Linked DNA regions of Sus scrofa: region 2 is linked to region 1. The links are chromatin contacts, called in public promoter capture Hi-C maps. All regions are on one chromosome and are shown on one strand. The core of a region is the stretch at or near the end of the contact, and the rest is flanking DNA. Distances in the headings are between cores, read along the strand shown.

Region 1 (6,857 bases), core at 2,759-5,258:
CTCGTTAAACATAAATTCGAGAATCTTCTCCCTGTCACACCTCCCCCACTCTGTGAGTCTAGTCTCCTTTCCTACAGAGGAATTTTTCTTCAGTTCCGTCATTCAAGGCAGCCTCGTTTATTGCAGCTACTGTAGGAAGTGAGGCTACCACGTGGAGTATTTACTCTGTTCCCAGGTGCAGGCCACCTGCAGGCCTGACTTAGGCTTTCTCATCCCCCAGGACCTCCACTATCCAACCATAGCCAGCCTGCATTTTCTCTGAGTTGATTACACAGAATTGGGTTTTAAGACATGATTCCCCATCACCACCCCCTTTTTTTTGGCTGGACGTAGAAGCTGATTTAGTTGGCAAACAGCCCATTTGGTCAGCATTCCAAATTTTATTCCATTTTTAGCTAAGGCAAGAATATATATTCCAAACGTTGGGTCCTGGGAGATTAAGGATCAGCTTCATACAAGTAATTTTTTTACTGTCTGCATGTTTAAGTCCTTCAGTGACCTACGTATGCAATCCTAATTAATAAAAGACCCATTAAGAGCTCCAACCCCCCACCCCCCATTATTAGGAAACCAGATTTCACCACCCGGTGAAACCATAGACTCTTGGCTGTTACAAGGAACCTGGGGAAAGGAGAGTCAAAATAAATGACTTGTTTGATACTAAACTGTTTACTATCATTTTCTTGGTGGCAGTAACACAAAGATTCTCATTTAAGATGCCAGAAAACATTTATCCATTTCAGTGATTTAATCTAGACCTTAAGGATTTTCGGCTTGTCTAAATCTAGCCTGCCCTGCTTCCTCAGACACCCAGCAGGTGTCGCTCTTGCACACATTTTTCTGCTGGTTCTGGGTTTTTTTGTTTTGTTTTTTAATTGGCTTGCCATTCCTGAATTATAATTTCTGAGTAAGTGTCACCCAAAGACAGTTATATTGAAATTCACACGTTGGCAGGTCACAGCCTCATCCATGTTCATTTTTCATCCTAGTTATCTGAAAAAATGATTTCAGTAATCATATATGCACTTGGTCCTGCTTTTAGGATCTGTAAATATTTTTAAATACTTCTCAGGTGAGCAATCAGAATTATTTTACTGATGTGTAAGGGTCTAAAGGGCAGTTTAGAGGAGAGTTTGAAATGATCATTTCCTACTGTAAAAAAGCCTATATTGCAAATATAATTTATCTTTGAAAGAAAACCACCCAATTACTCAAAGTAGAGCCCAGTGGAAGTGTGAGAAAGGGCTGTACAGGAAGAGGCGAGGAAAGAAGTTAAAGTTTTGTCCTATAGAGAGCAGGGAATTCCTGGAGTGGTTCTGCATTATTCAGCTCAAAATGTGCTTTTTTGTGAGCCTGGATTAATTACCTGGTTAGGCATCTCTAGCCCACACTTGATGGAAAGTTGCCAACCTAACATTTCTTTTTGTTCTGAGAAGGCCTGGCTGGTGAGAAGTCAGAGAATTGTTGGCATAGCGTGATGATAACCATGGTAGAATAATTATGAAATTGGCTCCAGCAAAGCCCAGCTCATTTGAAAAGGCCAGCATTCCTTTTTTCTCCATTTAAAATGAAATAAAGCAGTTACATAATAATAAAAATATTTTCTACCAGCAGGTACTCTGTCCCAAAGCATGTTTACATGTTAGCTCCAAAGTCCTTCTACCAAGCCCACAAAGTGGGTGTTCTCAAAGCTGTTGACTGGGAATACCCCAGGTTCTGATCTTGGCTGCCTCTGGCCAGCCTGGGAGGACAGGAGAGACAGATGTTTCCACTGGTTCTGTATCTGAAATCTTGTTACTGACCTCCCAAAGCAGGAGAAATTGTTGTTTCACACTTTCTTGATGCTTTCCCAAGGGAAACTCATAATACCCCATTGTTAGGGCCGCCCTCCAACTCTTGTGTTGGGGATCATTTAAACAAAGAACAAAACAGAGTCAGGGTTCTTGGGTATTCTAGGCTACAGGTGTCAGACACAGTTGCCCAGCCTTGTCTAAGGGCCAGTGTAGGCTGGAGAGGTAAGAGGGAAGCAGTGACCTCTTCTGAGGTCACTGCCCTTGGCTCCTAGCTTGAGGGTCCAGTATTTGATGCCTCCTCAGCTCTGTGTTCACAGAGGCGCTCCACCTATCTGGCCATACCCCAGAGGCCTGGCTTCCTCCATTTCTATGTTTGTCAATGTGTTTTAATAAATAAGAGAGATTATACTTGTTTATCTTTTAATCACCTTAACAAATAACTCGTTTGCACTTTGACATAGGTGAGAGAGGAGTAAAATAGGAATTACCTTACTTTTACAAGGAACTCCAGGTGCCTAAGTGATTATGTGATTTGCCTAAAATCACAGGGTTTATAAGGGACAGGGCCCGAACTCTAGCCCTATGTTTCCCATCCTGAAGTGCTCACAGCCCTGCTCTAGCTCCCTGGATGGGCGGCGGGTGGAGAATACAGCAGTGGACACTGAATGCAAGCTGAACTCTAAGGAGTCGGTTTCTTGAGTGACAGGCCTGACTCATTCCCTCCCAGGTTCACTGAGATAAAGAATGAGCGCTGCAGAATGGAAGTGAGCATCAGGAAACAAAACAAGATCAGCTGGGGAAGGGGGCGTGGGTAGCTTCTTGGCCTTGCGCTTACTGGACCTTTCAACTTAGGCCCAGTTACAGCCTAGGCTGTCAGGTGTGCGAAATCATGGGCCCAGCTCCAGCTTTTTGGCAGCATATGCGAAGACGCGGAGCGAGGAGTCCCGGACCAGATCTGCTCGAGTAGGGCCGACAGCGGCTTTAGCCTCCCTGGGCGCTAGGGGGGGCGTCTGCCCCATACCCACAGGGCACCCGTTGGCAGAGCATTTCCCAACGCGAGCTTTTGGGGGTGTGGGAGGAAACCCGGGCGAGCCCACCAGACGCGTCCTCGGTGCCCAGCCCTGCCTGGCTGCGGGTCGGCCTCAGCCAGAGCCTGCAGCCCACAGGTTCTGCTCACAGTTAAGGCGGGGCGCGGCGCCCTCAACGGCCGGAGGGAAAGGGCTAGGAGGCCGCGCCTGGCCAAGGCTGCGGAGGGCGGGAGCCTCGGCTGGCAGCTGTGCCACCACCCCCGGGAGGGCTGGGGAAGACCGAACCGACCGGCAGACAGACAAGGTGGCGGGAAGTGGCCTCCATGCCTGCACGGCTCTCCCGGCCTTTCCTCCAGTCCTCCCAGCCGGCTCCCCCGCCCGGGACGCCCCGCGCCACTCCGCGCCTTTGGCCCTGGCTCAAGGTCTTGTGATGTGATTAGCAAAGCCAGCGCCTTGTCCTCAGACACTCAGCCCTGCCCGGCAGGCCCCGGCGCTCAAGCCCTGTTTACTGCAGCCTGGGCGGGAAGGGGGGCGGAGAAACGGGCCCAGGCTCCTCCGGGCAGGACTACCCCGGCAGCCGCCCGCGTGGCCGCTCCCGCCCCCACACCCACCGCACTCCACGTGCAGTCGGGATGGAGCCACCACCCATCCGACTCAAGCCCTCGCCCCCCCGCCCCCCCCGGCCGGAGCACCCTTTGCAACCCAGTGGGGCCGCGCGGACGGTTGCAGTATTCTTGCATTTTGCAATTCCCGCGCCCAGTATAAGACCGAGGGTGGGAGATAAAAACTCCGCAATTTCGCGTAGCAGGATCGGGCGGGGAGAGACACGTCCAGGGCTGCAGAACCCCGGCCAGCTTAAACGTGCTGGGGATTTCCAACAGTGCAGCCCCAGAGGAGGGGAGCTGAATCTTCCCGCCGCCACCTAGCAGCACCCATCTAGGCCGAGCTCTCCACGCTGCCCCGGGCGCCCCAGCGCCCAGCCCCGCCCCGAGGCCTCCCCACCCCCCTCCCCCAGAGAAAAAAAAAAATTGGCGGCGGCCAATGGGAGGCCGGGAAGGCGCCTGACGTCCGCGAGCCGGCGGGCGGCGTTGCCTGGAGACCCCGGCGGGGGTCAGCGTTCTGTCCCCTCCCCCGGCACGCCCCTCCAGCCTCTGCCGCGCTGCGGGACAGTATATAGGGCGCGCGCTCGCAGGCCGCTGAGTTCCAGCAGTCCGAGAGCTGCCGTCGGCTCCGCGCGGGGGGGCGGGCCGGGCACCCCGGGGCGCGGAGGAGCGCTCTAGCTTCACTCTTTCTTTCCCCCCACTCCGCACTCCTGGGCACCCTCAAAACCAGTCCACGCTGCTGCCTCCGTTCCTTCTTTTCTCGCCCCCCAGCAAACTTTCGATCCCTCCCCCGCCCCTCGCCCGTTATTCGTCGTGGCTCGAGCCGGCCGCGCCGCCGCGAGGGTTCCTCCGGACCTCCCTGCCTGCAGCTCCGACCATTACAGGATCCAGAAACATGTCGACCACACTTCTGTCCGCCTTCTATGATATCGACTTCTTGTGCAAGGTACGCGGGCGGGGAAAGGAGGGAGGGAGGGAGGAGGAAAGGCAAGAAGGAAGCCCTTCGAGATTTCAGGCTTGGCCCTCTGCCCTCGGCTTTGGGAGTCCTTTCCTCGCCTTGACTTTTGGGTTCGGGAAAAATCCTGGAGTTTGCAGTGTGTGTTCTCGCGCCTTGTGGGCGGAGAGAAGGAGAAGAGAGGAAGGGCTGGAGGGAGTAGCTGTAGCTGTTTAGTTTCTCCCCAGCCGACCACAGCCACGCTGCCCGGGGCTTCCCGGACGGGGTTTGCGCCGCCCAGGCCGGCGGCCCACGGCTGAAGATCACATGTTGCAAGCCGGCGCGGCCTAGGGTGGGAGAGTCCGGCTCCTCCCAACTCGAACTTGATTCTTGTGCTCTTGTAAGGGTGGCGGTTGGGGGCCGAGTCAGAATCCGAAAAAAGGGAAAAGAATCAGAGAGCTGCAAGTGGTTGTTACTCTGCAACTCCTCCAACTCTTCCCTCCCTTTTCCACTTTTCACCCCTTCCCCGCTACCCTCCTTTTGGCAGACGGAGAAATCCCTGGCCAACCTCAATCTGAACAACATGCTGGACAAGAAGGCGGTGGGGACGCCTGTGGCCGCTGCCCCCAGCTCGGGCTTCACCCCGGGCTTCCTCCGACGGCACTCGGCCAGCAACCTGCACGCGCTCGCCCACCCAGCGCCTAGCCCCGGCAGCTGCTCGCCCAAGTTCCCGGGCGCGGCTAACGGCAGCAGCTGCGGCAGCGCGGCGGCCAGCGGCCCGGCCTCCTACGGCACCCTCAAGGAGCCGTCGGGGGGCGGCGGCACGGCCCTGCTGAACAAGGAGAACAAATTCCGGGACCGCTCGTTCAGTGAGAACGGCGATCGCAGCCAGCACCTCCTGCACCTGCAGCAGCAGCAGAAGGGGGGCGGCGGCTCCCAGATCAACTCAACGCGCTACAAAACTGAGCTGTGCCGACCCTTCGAGGAGAGCGGCACGTGCAAATACGGCGAGAAGTGCCAGTTCGCGCACGGGTTCCACGAGCTGCGCAGCCTGACTCGCCATCCGAAGTACAAGACGGAGCTGTGCCGCACCTTCCACACCATCGGCTTCTGCCCCTACGGGCCGCGCTGCCACTTCATCCACAACGCCGATGAGCGGCGGCCTGCGCCATCGGGGGGTGCCTCCGGGGACCTGCGCACCTTCAGTGCCCGAGACGCGCTGCACCTGGGCTTCCCCCGGGAGCCGCGGCCTAAGCTGCACCACAGCCTCAGCTTCTCGGGCTTCCCGTCGGGCCACCACCAGCCCCCGGGGGGCCTGGAGTCGCCCCTGCTGCTCGACAGCCCCACGTCGCGCACCCCGCCGCCGCCCTCCTGTTCCTCCGCCTCGTCCTGCTCCTCGTCCGCTTCTTCCTGTTCGTCGGCCTCGGCAGCCTCCACGCCCTCGGGCGCCCCGACGTGCTGTGCCTCTGCGGCGGCCGCGGCTGCGGCGGCTCTGCTGTACGGCACTGGGGGCGCCGAAGACCTGCTCGCTCCGGGCGCGCCCTGCGCCGCCTGCTCGTCGGCCTCGTGCGCCAACAACGCCTTCGCCTTCGGCCCGGAGCTGAGCAGCCTCATCACGCCGCTGGCCATCCAGACCCACAACTTCGCCACGGTGGCTGCCGCCGCCTACTATCGCAGCCAACAGCAGCAGCAGCAGGGCCTGGTGCCCCCTGCGCAGCCCCCGGCACCGCCCAGCGCGCCCCTCCCTGCTAGCGCCACCGCGCCGCCCTCACCGCCCTTCAGCTTCCAGCTGCCGCGCCGCCTGTCCGAGTCCCCCGTGTTCGACGCTCCCCCTAGCCCCCCGGACTCGCTGTCGGACCGCGACAGCTACTTGAGCGGCTCCCTGAGCTCGGGCAGCCTCAGCGGCTCTGAGTCCCCCAGCCTCGACCCTGGCCGCCGCCTGCCCATCTTCAGCCGCCTCTCCATCTCCGACGACTGAGGCAAGAGGGCGCCAGTGAGGAGGAGGAAGGGAAGGCAGTTCTGGGGGTGTTGGAGGGCGCCCCGGCGGTCTCGCCTCTGCTAGGGGCAGGGGAGCACGGGGATGTGTAGGGGGGAATGATACCGGCCACAAGCAGACTTCAGGCCGCACCGAGCACTTGGACTCGAACTTGTGTGCCGGGAGGGGCCCCCACCCCTCCCTTTTCGGTTTCCTCTTGTTTTTTTTTTTTTTATTATTATTTTTATTATTATTACGAAGTTTCATTCTTGTTGAGCAAAAAAAAAAAAGCCAACGAACTTTTTGTATCGGTGAACAAAATATTCACAACGGGGCAGTTGTTATGCGAATTGAACAAAAAAAAAAAAAAAAAAAAGACAAACACCTAAAAACTTTTTTAGGTCTCTGAGTGTGGGACTTTAGGAAAAATCAACCCAGCACCAGCAGCTACCAACCACCATTCCATATCTTCACTTGAAAAGCATTAGTTAACAGTCCAGATGTGGGGACTCTTGAGTGGAGTTC
Region 2 (6,857 bases), core at 2,897-5,396, 260 kb after region 1:
ATGCCCGTGCCCTCACAGCACCCCTTCAGCGTTGATGTCAAGCACACCAGCAACTTAATACGTGGGTGCTGGTTAAAAGGATGGGAAGGCGGGCAGCCGGACAGCCTATATCCAGCCTTCCGTTTTGAGCTCTCCATGCCAACCAAGTCAGAGGGAAGAGGCCAAAAGAGAGTGGACCATGCGAGTTCCCAATATGGCTCAGCGGTAATGAATGCAACTAGTAGCCATGAGGATGCGGGTTGGATCCCTGGCCCCGCTCAGTGGGTCAAGAATCTGGCATTGCTGTGGGCTGTCGTGTAGGTCTGGCGTGGCTGTGGCTGTGCTGAGGCCAGCAGCTATAGCTCCGATTCGACCCCTAGTCTGGGAACATCCATGTGCCATGGGTGCAGCCAGCCCTAAAATAAATAAATTCTTAAAAATGATAATAATAAAAGAGAGTGGAGCTGTCAGAGGGAGGCAGGGGGCCCTTGGACGGATGGCCCTGAGGGTAGGAGAAGGAACAACAGTCAAACGTCAATTGATCAAATCAAAATCCCTGCAGGCCTTGAAATCCCCACAAGGCCCGGCACGGATGGGCTGGAGAGTCCACTTGCTCAAAACCTGTCGCAGGCTCCCATCCTCCTGCCTAGCTCTCAGGGCGCCCCTGTCAAGCCGCCTCTGGTTAAATAAACCTGCCTTTGTGTGTGTGTGTCCCGGAGGAGGGAGAATGGACTGGGGGAGGGGAGGAGGATCTGTTTGTCAAAATAGACCTTCTGAATGCTTTTAAGGGCCTGCAGTTTGGATGAGTAAATATTTTCCCTTTCAGATGAAAGGTGCAATCATCGCTGTTTTTTAATTACTTTAATTAGAAAAGATTGCCTTAATCTTTTACTTATCTGTACTATTGTGGGAACTGCCAGAAAATGAAGTGCAGGGAAAACAGGTGGAGTTTGACCTTTGCTCTAAGCATCTTGAATTTCTTCTAGGCTGGTAATTAAGAAGAATCAGGGGAAGTTCCTTGCAGAATCTAGGAAACACAAACACACACACGCAGTCGTGGACACAGGGGCCCACTGGCGCACGCACTCTCTCTCTCTCTCACACGCACACACACACAGGCACACTCTCACACATAAGTGTGCACACAAGTGGAAGAGAAAATGGACTCCAATGGGGGAGACCAGAAAGTTCCAACTTTTGAGAGCAGCGTTCCTGATCCAAGCCCTGAGAGGTGGCTTAATGAGTTTCCCAGGGTGGCCTAAAATGATTAATTAAGCAGACAGCTCCTCACCCCCTCCCCAAACAACGGAAACCCAGTAACGGTCTGTTTGGGGAGGGAGCGGCAGGGGCCCCCGACTCCAGGGGTGGTTGGGGCCGTGGTGTAAGAGCCAGGAGCCCCAGATAAGGGACGATAGCAACGGCCTGTAACGGCCACCGAGGCTCACCCTGCCCAAGCCCTGGTTAAAGGACCTTCCTCTGCTCTTGGCCTCTGGCCTCCTGCCCTGTGTCCCGGCACTGCCCAGACCCAAAGGGGCCCCTGGGAGGGAAAATGACTGGTGGGGGACAGTTGTCTCTGGCCTCCCTCCCTCTCAGGGACCTCCCCCCCCCCTCCGCTGCCCTGACCATTTCTACCACGCGCCTTTCCTGGGCTGGTAGCTGAACACTGGGAAGGGATTCTAGAGTCTGAGTGGGTGTCCAGACCCACAGGCATGGAGCAAGAGGGACAGGGAAAGAGGAGAGAAGGGTGGGAGGGCTCTTGGGAGCGTCCCTCTCAGGTCACCCATGTCGGGGGGGACCCTACTCTGTCCTTCACAGCCGTCAGGGGCTCCAGAGCCCAGCATTAACCATTCACCGACTCTGCAAATGTGTACTGAGCACTTCCGGTGTTCAGGCTACAAGGGTGAGCAGTGGTATAAAATGCAGACTCCTGGGCCCTAGCCACAGGGATTTCATTGCCTGAAGGGAGTCCTGCAGTCCAGGTGATGCTTGTACAAAAGCAGAGCTCGGGAGTTCCCGGCATGGTGCAGTGGTTAACGAGTCTGACCAGAAACCATGAGGTTTCAGGTTTGATCCCTGGCCTCACTCGTGGGTTAAGGATCCGGTGCTGCTGTGAGCTGTGGTGTAGGTCGTAGATGTGGCTCGGACCCCGAGTTGCTGTGGCTCTGGCGTCGGCCGGCGGCTACAGCTCCGATAAGACCCCTAGCCTGGGAACCTCCATATGCCGTGGCCCTAGAAAAGACAAAAAAAAAAAAAAAAAGCAGAGCTCAGCACTCCGGTGTCCTGCGGTTCCTTGTTTTCTGCGTCTATAACCTGGACCTCCAGAACCCTGTGGACGTTTCTCTTGGAAGGTGCCCCAAGGTTTCACCTGGGTGCCGATCGTGTTTCCTCTTTTCCACAGACAAGAGCATGGCTTCCTTCCCAGACAGTCACATCCCCTGGGGACCAGGACAAGAGCAGCACAAAGCTTCTCTGGCATGAGGAACGCCCAGCTGGGGGGGTTGCAGTCTGTCCTTGTAAACAGGCCTCGCGAAGGGGCCAGGGGTTCCAAAGCAGGCCCAGACCCGGCCGGCTGGCCTGCAGAGGGGGGAGGAGACGGAGGTGGAGATGTGGATCAGGCGGAGCCAGGAACAATGTTTTTGTTTCTAAAACGCTCTGGGTCCTTGGGCTGGATTTCCAGTCTGGTGTTTCCAGCATCTGCAGCCGCGTCCGTGACCGCGTCTGTCTGTACCGCTGTCTTTCTCTCCAGGTGTCTCTGTGTTTGGTGGTCTATCCAAGTGAGTGTCTGCCCACACCTGTGGGCGTTGGTCTCTGTGTCTGCAGGAGGCCTTATGAGAAAAAGGGCTCCAGCTTCCACTTGTGTGAGCTCTTCCACCTCAAAATACGGTGAAAATAAACCTTGCTGAAAAAGCTTTAACAACACTATTTTTTCCCCCTGTCCCTGGCATGGGCAATAAGACCAGCAGGTCTCCACGGTCAATTTAGGAAGCTTGGGAAAACAGTGCTTGTAATTAAAAGTCTAGAAGGGCCTCAATTAGGGCAGTGTTTGCCCTGCCAGGCCCGTTCCCAAACCCCGCTCGGCAGCATTCCTCTCCTGGCTGGAAAAAGCCTCTGATTTGCACCAAATGTTCAGTGGCCACACTGGACCCAGCCCTGGCACTGCCTCTCCTACCAGCTGCTCAGGGCACAGGCAGGCCTCCGCCCCAGGCTACAACCAGAGACCCCAGCTCTCTGTACCCCCTGACTTCCTGGCCCCTCTGTGATCCTGAGCTCCTGCTTTGGGAGGTGCAGACTTCCTGGAGGTGGTGGAAACCAGTGCACGCAGGTGCCCACTCCCTGTCTAGGGCGGCAGCACTCCCTCGAAGAACCAGAACTCAACGTCAGGCCTGTCTGAGGATGAGGCAGCTGTGGTCACTGTGGGGAGAGGGGTGGAGGTACAGCCAGGGACACCCCAGTGTGTCTTCTTCTGCAGAGGCTGCCTCCATCAGAGCAGAAACCGGCCTTGAGTTACAGCCACTTCAGGGAACTCAGCCAGAGGGCTCCAGACTATTCTGCCAAGACCAGAGAAGACAGGGCCTGGCTGGGAGGGTCAGGAAATAGTGCAAACCTCTGACCTCTAGAGTCCCTAAGGATCAAAGACAAAGACCGTTTGGTGGGGGTGGGGCAGCCAAAGACAGAAACACCAGAGGCCCAGGAGTAGCCTCCTGCTTGGGGAAAGGCTCAGGCGCTCACTGGCTGGGTGGGTGAGTGGGAAAGAGAAGTGCTGAGTCAGCTCAGTTTCTTTTCCCTCCCAGGACACACACGCACGCACGCACGCACACACGCACACACACACTGAGGCCACAAGTGGGCCCTTGGTGGCCCAGATCACAGCCACCCACACGAATTCATACTGCTGCACAGTTTCGTACTGACATGATTCACGATCACGGCCATGGCCACAGTCAGACACACAGCCACTATAACAGAGGCCAGTAGGCCCCAGGCAAGACCAAGCAGCCTTCCGGGGTCCCTGAGTCCTTGGCAGCCCCCAGCACCTCTGGCAGGAGCAGAGGCAGACAGCAGCAAGAAGGAATCATTGTGCAGGCAGATGGTCCATGATGCAATGCCAAGGGCAGGCCCTCAACCCCACTGGCCACGCCCTGGGGGTGGGGGGAGCTGGGGAAACCTTGAAGAAGGCAGCCCTGCTGATGTCCGCCCTGCTGATGCCCCCAAGGGAGTGCCTCACCCCAGTGACAGAGAATGGCAGGGGAAGGGTTACAGGCTAACCCGAAAAAACAATTACTAACGGGAAAGGCAGCACATTCCAGCCCTGCTTAGCAGGGCCGCCAGGGCCGTGGGTGGTTCTTGGATTATGCATTTCCTTGAAAACAAAAAGGAAAGTTCAGGGCAGTTCAGCTGTGCCCTGAATCTCACTCCAGGGCCTTTGTCTCCAGCCCCCTCACAGCCCGCGTGCCCGCACACATGCACACAATCCTGCTGGCCCAGCCAGAGGTCTGCTGGGAAACTGGGAACACTAGCACCACTGAAAGTCCCGGGAAACTAGTACAGGAAAAGTGGGGAACGACTGGAAAGAAGAACTGAAGGAAGAAAGGGGGCAGGGTAGGGAGTGGGGACCCCAGAAAACTCTCATTGCCCAGAAGTCGCCATTCTGCGAGTGAGGCTGAGGGGAATGTTTGTCGATTCACTCAGCAAACCTACATGGAGCCCCTGCTCTGTTCCAGACACTGTGCCAGGCACTGGGGTGACCTCAAGGGGTTCCTGTCAGGAAGACCTGGTCTCTCATTTTCCCGTCAGCGGTCTCTTCTATCCATTTCTATCGCGGCTCCTAGCACTCTTTTCTAGGAAATCTGGTCTGATAGAGTTCGATTATCCAGTTCAGACTGAGAAGGCTCCCAGGCTGGTGTACTTTTGAAGGCGGATGAAAGAAGGTGGTGTCTCCCTGTGGAAGAACAGGAGGGGGCAGCCATCTTGTCATTGACACGGGAATAGGTTCCAAAGGCCGCTGAGTCTGACTGGACGTGCCCTTCTCCTGGGATCCCTCACCAAGCCCTGTGAAGAGGCAGCCTCCCCACCACAAATGGGGAAAGTGAGGTGTGACAAGGGATCCTGGGCCTCCCTCAAGCCATTGCGCAGGCTGCCTCCTTCCTCAGCTCTGTGAGGGCCTAGCTCGTTCTTCCTTGGAGGCCTCACCTTAAACACTGTCCCTCCCCGAGGGCCTGTGTGACCACCCGTCTGAAGAGGTCTGCTCTGCGTTGCCTCTCTGCTTCCTTCTTTTCAGACACATGCTGGTCCTGTTCGTGTTTATCTGAGGTGTCTTACCTCCTGGAGCAAAAGGCTTGAGTCCACTTGTTTTGTTTTTGGGTTTTTTGAGCTTTTTAGGGCTGTACTCGCAGCATATGGAGGTTCCCAGGCTAGGGGTCTAATCGGAGCTGCAGCTGCCAGCCTACGCCACAGCCACAGCAATGCCAGATCTGAGCTGCATCTGTGACCTACCCTACAGCTCATGGCAACACTGGATCCTTAACCCATGGAGCGAGGCCAGGGATCAAACCTGAGTCCTCATGGATACTAGTTCTCATCACTGCTGAGCCACAATGGGAACTTCCTCGAGTCCGTTTTATTCACCATATATATCCCAGGACCTGGAATAGTGCTGAGCACAGAGCAGGTGCACAATAAATGTTTGTGGAATGAATAAGGAAATGTGCAGCTACATAGTTAGGGTAGGTGGAACTTCCCAATTTCCAGGCCTCCACTCAGACTTATGTTCTCTTCTCCATTGAACTCCCCTCCAAATGACAAGGTGAGAAGGATGCTGGGGCCTCTCCATTCCAGCCCTGGACTGGATCTAAAACAGCCCAGACTTGGAAAAAAAAAAAAAAATCAGATTCCATAGCTGGGCTACATGCTGCTTCTTTGAGGCCCAGATGCCTGGCGCATAGGGTACCTGGGAGCCTATGCCCTATGGGACGTGGCACAAAGGGAGGGCGGGGGCGCTGCCCCATGGGTTCCACCTGGACACACTTATTCATTCAACTGCCCCACAGACACTGACCAGGCACTGAGCTGGGGTCTCACACACGGTACCTGCCCTCATAGCGCACCCAGACATTCTGGAAAGATGATCAAAGAATAATACTGGTGAATTGTGCTCAGACCCTAGGAGCCGCTCTGGGAGCCAAGGCTCTGCTTGGGACATCAGGGACAAGGAGGTCAGGTGTGGGCTGAGAGGAGGCTGACCAGGATGGGCGTGCCAGGGACAGGGAATGGCATGTGCAAAGGCACAGAGGGAAGGGGGGCCGAAGTGGGCCTGGGTCAGAAAGTTCTGGGAGGGAAGGGGTTGGAGGAGGGATGGTCACTGGGGGCAAAGTCTGCCAGCCCAAGGAGCCAGGGCTTTCTTGGGCAGGCAGTGGGGAGCCCGCCAAGGCTTCGAAAGGGGAAAGGACACAGGCAGTTAGTTATTTAGCTATTTAGGCTGCGCCTGCAGCATATGAAAGTTCCAAGGCCAGGGATCGGAGTCACACCACAGTAGCAACCCAATCTGCTGTAGCGACAACACTGGACCCTTAATCTGCTTTGCCACAGGAAAACTTCCAGCTTGGCATTTTATTTTCTTTAATTTTTATTTATTTATTTATTTATTATTTATTTATTTTTGTCTTTTCTAGGGCCGCACCTGTGGCATATGGAGGTTCCCAGGCTAGGGGTCTAATCGGAGCTGTAGCTGCCAGCCTACGCCAGAGCCACAGCAACGTGGGATCCGAGCCGCGTCTTCAACCTACACCACAGCTCACGGCAACGCCGGATCCTTAACCCACTGAGCACGGCCAGGGATCAAACCTGAAACCTCATGGTTCCTAGTCAGATTCGTTAACCAC

Evidence for each region. Promoter capture Hi-C pulls out the DNA fragments that hold promoters and counts their contacts.
Region 2: a contact with region 1 is called in a promoter capture Hi-C map of fetal skeletal muscle, with 12 times the contacts expected there. The contact joins the enhancer-like site here to the promoter of ZFP36L2 in region 1. A contact is called at or near these places in 1 of 5 promoter capture datasets (fetal skeletal muscle), 6 of 47 Hi-C or Micro-C datasets (blood, heart right ventricle, liver and 2 more) and 1 of 2 datasets of contacts at active chromatin or transcription factors (skeletal muscle).

What each region holds. Positions count from the first base shown.
Region 1 is chr3:97,196,387-97,203,243 of Sscrofa11.1, forward strand. It overlaps ZFP36L2 (mRNA decay activator protein ZFP36L2), which reads left to right and starts at 4,009. Exons shown (of 2, transcript XM_003125190.6): 1 at 4,009-4,369; 2 at 4,905-6,708. The coding sequence starts at 4,319. The coding sequence ends at 6,335. THADA (thyroid adenoma-associated protein) reads left to right here. Exons shown (of 40, transcript XM_021088406.1): 40 at 1-665.
Region 2 is chr3:97,459,940-97,466,796 of Sscrofa11.1, forward strand. All of the region lies in intron 4 of LOC106509843 (a long non-coding RNA gene), which reads right to left. Among named protein-coding and RNA genes, the nearest start is that of TRNAI-UAU, 100 kb to the right of the region's middle. Within about 2 kb of position 4,147, at least 52 of the 83 cell types and tissues checked have an H3K27ac peak or open chromatin away from gene starts, as enhancers often do. A contact at or near this core is called in fetal skeletal muscle, liver and skeletal muscle, where this site is marked.